Linked DNA regions of Ovis aries: region 2 is linked to region 1. Evidence: chromatin contacts called from public Hi-C data. All regions are on one chromosome and are shown on one strand. The core of a region is the stretch at or near the end of the contact, and the rest is flanking DNA. Distances in the headings are between cores, read along the strand shown. Region 1 overlaps ANKRD33B (ankyrin repeat domain 33B). Region 2 holds the start of ANKRD33B (ankyrin repeat domain 33B).

Region 1 (3,059 bases), core at 160-2,659:
GCACAGGCACAAACAACAAATAAATTAGTTAAAAAATAATGCCAGACTGGCTCTCAGTGAATTTTCTGAAGAACTTTAAAGATATGTCCAAGCAATAACAGGCTTCAAGGATGCACCAGAGGCTATGTGTGCTGAACCAACTTGATATTATCACCAGTTCAGAAGACCCCTGTGGTTTTCTGATTTCGTCTTACTTCTGCCATTCTGTTAAAGGTGCACAAGAAAGAGGAAAAGGAAACTCCTAAAGTCATCCAATATTTTGGCCACCTGATGCAAAGAGCTGACTCAGTGGGAAAGACCCTGATGCTTTAGAAAGATTGAAGGCCTGAGGAGAAGGGGATGACAGAGGATGAGATGGCTGCATGACACTATCGACTTAGTGGACATGAGTTTGAGCAAACTTTCAGAGAGTGGAGAACAGGGAAGCCTGGCATGCTGCAGTCCATGGGGTTGCAAAGAGTTGGGCGAGATCGAGTGACTGAACAATAAACAAAGCCAACCCCCGGGATGTAGTTCATTCCTTCCATTATCTCACTTTATACTTTGTTAGGGCAAGTCTGGTAGAGGTTAAAATTACTGGCTAAGTGATATTTAGGGATTCTTGGAGGCTTTATTTTCATACATTCTCGCCATAGGAAAAGCCTAATTCAGGTTCAGTTCTATCTTTCTTTTACATTTTATTTTTTATGTGAACCATTTTTTTAAAAGCCTTTATTGAATTTGTTATAATATTGCTTCTGTTTTGGTTTTTTGACCAGGGCCACAACGCATATAGGATCTAAGCTTCCAGACCAGGGATCGAACCCCCACCGTTTGCATTGGAAGGCAAAATCTTAACCACTAGACCACCAGGGAAGTCCCTCAGCTGTATCCTGATTCTGCAGAGGACCTGAGAAAGTTAGGCTTTAAAGAGAACACCGGACAGGCAGATCAGGCATTTGCATCCTAATTTACACTCCAAGGCAGGGCTCTTGACTCTCAGCCGAGATACACAGCTGTGATACCAAATAATACAAATGTGTGGCCACTTCCCAGTCTTCCTTAACCACACAGATTCAGTGAGGACCAACGCTGACCAGACCAAGTCAACTGGGGTCACTGCACCACCCTGGCCAGTGACTTGTTTGGGCAGGGCCAGGCGTGTGAGGCAAGCCTGACAGCCGTAACCAAAGCTGTGCTGGAGGCTTCTGGAAATGCTCTCCCGTCTCAGGGAACAGAACACGGACCGGGACTTGCTCCTTCCCGAAGCTTCCTACGCTGTAACATGAAGCCACACTGCTTGGAGCTGCCAGGCCATCTTGGGACCAGAGGGAAAAGGTCAAGATTATTTCTGGGAAGCCGGGCCCAGGTCCTGACAACACAATGCCACAAAATGAAGCAACCACCTTTCACCCCCAACTGTTGCCTTCAGACAGGTCATGTTGCAAGAGAAGGCCGTTTTCTCATCGTGGAAGCTTGTTTCATTGGACACTGAGGAGACTGCACCCAAAAGCCGAAGCAGATCCTGCTGCTGCTGCTGCTAAGTCACGTCAGCCGTGTCCGACTCTGTGTGATCCCACCAGGCTCTGCCATCCCTGGGATTCTCCAGGCAAAACACTGGAGTGGGTTGCCATTTCCTTCTCCAATGCATGAAAGTGCAAAGTGAAAGGGAAGTTGCTCAGTTGTGTCCGACTCTTAGTGACCCCATGGACTGCAGCCCACCAGGCTCCTCTGTCCATGGGATTTCCCAGGCAAGAGTACTGGAGTGGGGTGCCACTGCCTTCTCCAAGAGCAGATCCTAGGCGCCAGTAAAAATCACAGAAACGCAATTGCGCCTGGTGCCTCAGACGGTAAAGACTCCGCCTGCAATGCGGGAGACCTGGGTTCAATCCCTGGAATGGGAAGATCCCCTGGAGAAGGAAACGGCAACCCACTCCAGTATTCTTGCCAGGAGAATCCCAGGGACAGAGGATCCTGGCAGGCTATAGTTCACTAGGTTGCAAAGAGTTGGACATGACTAAGCGCTAACACACGCACAGATGCAAACAGTAAGGGAAGTCCATTTGAGCTGACGCGTTCTCAGCCCTGGGGGACACGCTGGGAAACTGAAACTGGTACAGCTTTTCCTAAAAGCTCCTTGGCAGGGCCTTCCCTGGTGGTCCAGTGGTTAAGACTCCACACTTCCACTGCCGGGGGCGCCTGTTCAGTCCCTGGTCGGGGAACTAAGATCCCACAGGCCCTGTGGCACAGCCAACAACAACAGAAAGCCACTTGGCAGGGGCTCCGTAAATGGACAGATTGAAAATGTGCCGGTCCTTTGATGAAGCGATTGAGTTCTGAGAATCTGTGTGTACATTTCTTCTCTTTCCTTCTCTGCCCTGCTCTGACCTCCACAAACCACACCTACTGGGTCCCTTAGTCCTGAAGTCTCAGGTGTGACTTAGCAGGGGCCCTGTGGAAGGTGCAAGAGGGGACGCACCTCTGGTCCCCGCCTGCCTTTCAGCTCGCGGGGCTAAGGCGACCCAGGCTCCACCTCCTGGGGGCAGCCCTCCCCCTCGCTCCCCGCCCTGGAGACCCTTCCCTGACCTCGGGCCCCATCTCCACTTGCAGTCCCCTTACCCATTCCTCGGTTTAGCCTCTGAGCACACCAGCTACTCTGCTGTACCACAAAGGATGTTGGCAGGTATGCGCCCCATCCCTCCAAACTGTCCCCCTCGCATCCCACCAGCCCCGACCCCGACACGAACGGCTGCACTCCAGCGTTGTCTGTAATTGGCTCATTCAGAAACCCTCGAGCATGAGGCTTTAAATTCAGGAGACAGGCTTACGTGGGCCCTTGCCCGCCCCTTGTAGACCCAGCACTTAACACAGTTGTTGGACTTGAAGTGACTGCCAGATAAATATTTGATTTGAAAGAAGATCTTGTATGGAAACATGAGCCAGAGTTGACTGACTCTCTCAGCTACTGGACGCCAGGGACATGGCCGTGAACACACCACCACTCAGGTGTGCGCTGTAGGAACCAGGCAAATCTCGTGTGCACTGGTCCACACAGAAAGATCTAGATCCGCTGAGTGAAA
Region 2 (3,059 bases), core at 293-2,792, 68 kb after region 1:
GTTCGACCATACCTGCAGGAGCTCCAGTCTGCCTGAGCAGGGCCCAGACCACAGGCAGAGGAGGAACACCCCCGCGCCCCCCTCCCCGGCCCCGCGATAAACCAAAGGCACCCGGCTCCCCCGGTTTCCAAGGAGACACACATCCTTCCCATCAGTGTGGGACCTCCCCAGCAAAGGCACCTTTCCTCTGGCTGCCCGCCAGGCAGAGACTGCCCATCCCGCGGGACCCGGGGACAGTAACAGGCAGGGAGACGGCGCCCCTGGCACCGACCCCGGGCACCTGGCCGCTGCGCTCACCCTGCGGCTTGTCTCCTCCCGCGGCTTTGGTGGGCTGCGTTCCGAGAGCCAGTCTTTCTAGAGCCAACTTTTTCTTTCTTTTTTTTTCTCAGTGTTTCTCATCGTCCCCGAGTCTTGTCATGACTCATGAATCCCTCGTGCTTCTCCCCACCCCCACGCCCGCCTGCCCTGCGGCTGTGCTCCTGCCGCCCGGCTGTGCTCCCCTCCCGGGACCTGCCCGGGGGAGGGGAGCGCGCGATGGCCCCCGGCTCTCCGCGGTGACCGTGCGGATAGCCCAGTCGGAGATCGCGCTGTCCGGCCACCGCGTGGGTCACCGGGCGCGGCCGCGCCTGAGCAGAGGGAGGGATGCGAGGAAGCAGGGAGTCCCAAAACCAACTCCGAACCCGGGAGGCGAGCAGAAGCCTACCCGCGCTCGGGCATGGAAGGCAAAGCGCAGGGGCAGCGAGAGGGCCGAACCCTGGGGGCACTGGGGGCGACTGGGGCATTTTGCAGAAGGAGTTTCCCCTGCAGGCGAGGAGGGTTGATGGTCAGAGGGGACCGGAGTGAAGGGACCCGCGAGACGCCCCAACTCAGATCCCAGTGCGGGCCCCAGGGGAGCATCGGAAGACTCCGCGGGCGGGAAACTAGAAGGGGCTGCGGTGAGCACGCGGGTCTGGCGACGGTCCCCGCGGCGCTGTGACCTCGGAGCAATTGTGCGGCTCCCTCCGGCCCGGGATGGGCAGGCCGCCCAGGGCGCCGAGCGCGCCGCGCTCCCGTGGAGCCGGGAAACCGCGCTCTCGGCCGCGGCAAAGTCATCTCCGGGCCGGGGCCGAGGAGGGCGGAGGGGCCCCGAACCCCGCGCGGGCGCGCTCTTACCCGGCCGTTGCGATCGGTCTCCTGCACCTCTTCCGCGCTGGGCCCCCGCCGCACCAGCGCCCTCAGCAGCCCCACGTCGTTGGCGCAGGCGGCGCGCAGGAGGGTTGCCGCCTCCGGGACGCCCTCCGGAACGGCCTCCGGAGCGCTCTCCGCGCTCACCGAGCTGTACTCCTCCTCATCTCCGTAAGGGTAGAAGGAGTCGTCCGAGGCGACGCTGCGGGTGTCGGGCAGACTCGAGAAGTCCTCGTACTCCTCGTAGTCAGCTGGGTCCTCCCCGGCCTGCGCGTCCCGAGGTGGGGACGGTGGCTCTGGGGACACGCGGCGCGCCCCGCCGCCCTCCGGCCCGGGCCCGGCCAGCAGCACCATGCCGGCGGCCGGGGCGCGGGCCGGGGGGCCGGGGAGCGGGCCGGGAGCCGGGGACGCCGGGCGCGCACCGAGGTCACCGCCCCTTGTCCCCGGCGGCCCCAGAAAAGCAGGAGGGCTCTGCGCGCTCCAGCTCGGCGGAAACGCGCGCCGGGCGGCCGCGCTCCAAGACTCGAGTCACACCGGAGGCTGGAGAAAGCCCCTCGGGGGTAGGAGGAGCCGCGGGGGCTTTCCGAGCGCGGCGGGCGGGCGCGGGCGGGGACCGCGCGGGAAGCGGGCGGAGGTGGCCGAGCCCGAGGAGGCGCGCGCCCCGGGGTCCCGCGCCGCACCCCCCCCAACCCTCCACCCCCACCCCGCAGAACCCGGCGCGATCCTGGCAAAAGTTAAGAGCTAAGCAGGGGGCGCCTCGGCCCCGCGGGTTCGGCGCAGCCGGCTGCTGTGCCCGGGAGCTGAGAAATGCGCACGCGGGAGAACCAGAAGCGACAACTAAAGAACCCGAACGCCCTCGTGGCTGGCGGCCCCGCCCCTGCTCTCGGGATGAGGGTGAAGGTGGGGGTCGGAAGATGCAGCGGGCTCAGCCGTCGGGAACACCAAATCCCTGGGCCCGGAGCCGCCCCGGGCGTCAGGCCTGCGGGCTGGGGTGGTGGGGTGGGGAGAGGGTTAGGAGGTGGGCAGTTTCTCAGTGTCCGAGACACCCAGCCTGTTTGTGCATTTTTTCCGGGAGTCTGGGCTCTGAAGCCAACTTCGCTCCCCGGTTAAGACGGCCCTGGGCACGGAGGACGGGTGGATGCGTGGGAGATGGTGGCCAGCTGGGGACCCTGCCCCTCTGAACCGGGAGCTCCGGGCTGCCCCCGGGAACATCCCAAGCCGAGGGGGCGCGGGGGACCCGGGAGAGGACCCGGGTCAGCGATCCCTTTCAGATGGCTTCTCAACGAACGCCTCGGAGCCGCTGTCCTGGAGCCGCCGGGGTTGGGGGGATGACATTTGGGTGGGAAGGGGCGGCTCCAGGCCCGAAGGGTTCCCCCCTTCCTCACCCCTGGCCGGGGTCCCTTTATCTGCGGAGTCGAGACGGATTCACGGTCAGAAGCCACCACCCCGGCTCAGACTCCGCGGCTGGTTGCCAAACGCAGAGAGCCGGCCCGCAGCGACGGCCCGGGTCCCATCCCCGAACGCCCCCAACCCTGGTTCCCCCCGGCCGGAGCCTGGCCTACCCCGGCCACCCCGCCCCGTCGGTCCCAGCGCAGGGGGTGAGGACCCGCCGCGGGGAGCCTCTGACCTCCTGGAGGAGGACGCACCGTGGGACCGTGGGCCAAATCCTCATGGAGAGAGCTTTTAGGATGGGGGAGATGTGGCGTGAGGGTTGGGACCGTCGCGGGGCGTCACATCTTGGACAGAAAGCACCTCAGGTCCAGGGGCGGACGCGGAGCCCACGGGTGAAACAGCGCCTCTGTCTCCTCACTCTCCTTTCCTTTAATTTCCACCGCTCTGGACAGCGTGCCTACCAGGTGCCAGCGCCTGAGAGGCCCTCGGGGAGCAAAGGTGAA

Evidence for each region. A called contact is a pair of places that touch in the nucleus more often than the background predicts.
Region 2: a Hi-C map of liver shows a contact between it and region 1, with 2.8 times the contacts expected there. The contact joins the promoter of ANKRD33B here to the enhancer-like site in region 1. A contact is called at or near these places in 4 of 16 Hi-C or Micro-C datasets (blood, liver and muscle).

Annotation. Positions count from the first base shown.
Region 1 is chr16:62,738,197-62,741,255 of ARS-UI_Ramb_v3.0, forward strand. The region is part of intron 2 of ANKRD33B (ankyrin repeat domain 33B); the gene reads right to left. Among named protein-coding and RNA genes, the nearest start is that of ANKRD33B, 68 kb to the right of the region's middle. Within about 2 kb of position 1,410, at least 10 of the 54 cell types and tissues checked have an H3K27ac peak or open chromatin away from gene starts, as enhancers often do. A contact at or near this core is called in liver and muscle, where this site is marked.
Region 2 is chr16:62,806,333-62,809,391 of ARS-UI_Ramb_v3.0, forward strand. ANKRD33B (ankyrin repeat domain 33B) reads right to left here and starts at 1,543. Exons shown (of 3, transcript XM_042233935.2): 1 at 1,153-1,543. The coding sequence starts at 1,518. LOC132657970 (a long non-coding RNA gene) reads left to right here and starts at 1,647. Exons shown (of 2, transcript XR_009596806.1): 1 at 1,647-1,724; 2 at 1,875-3,059.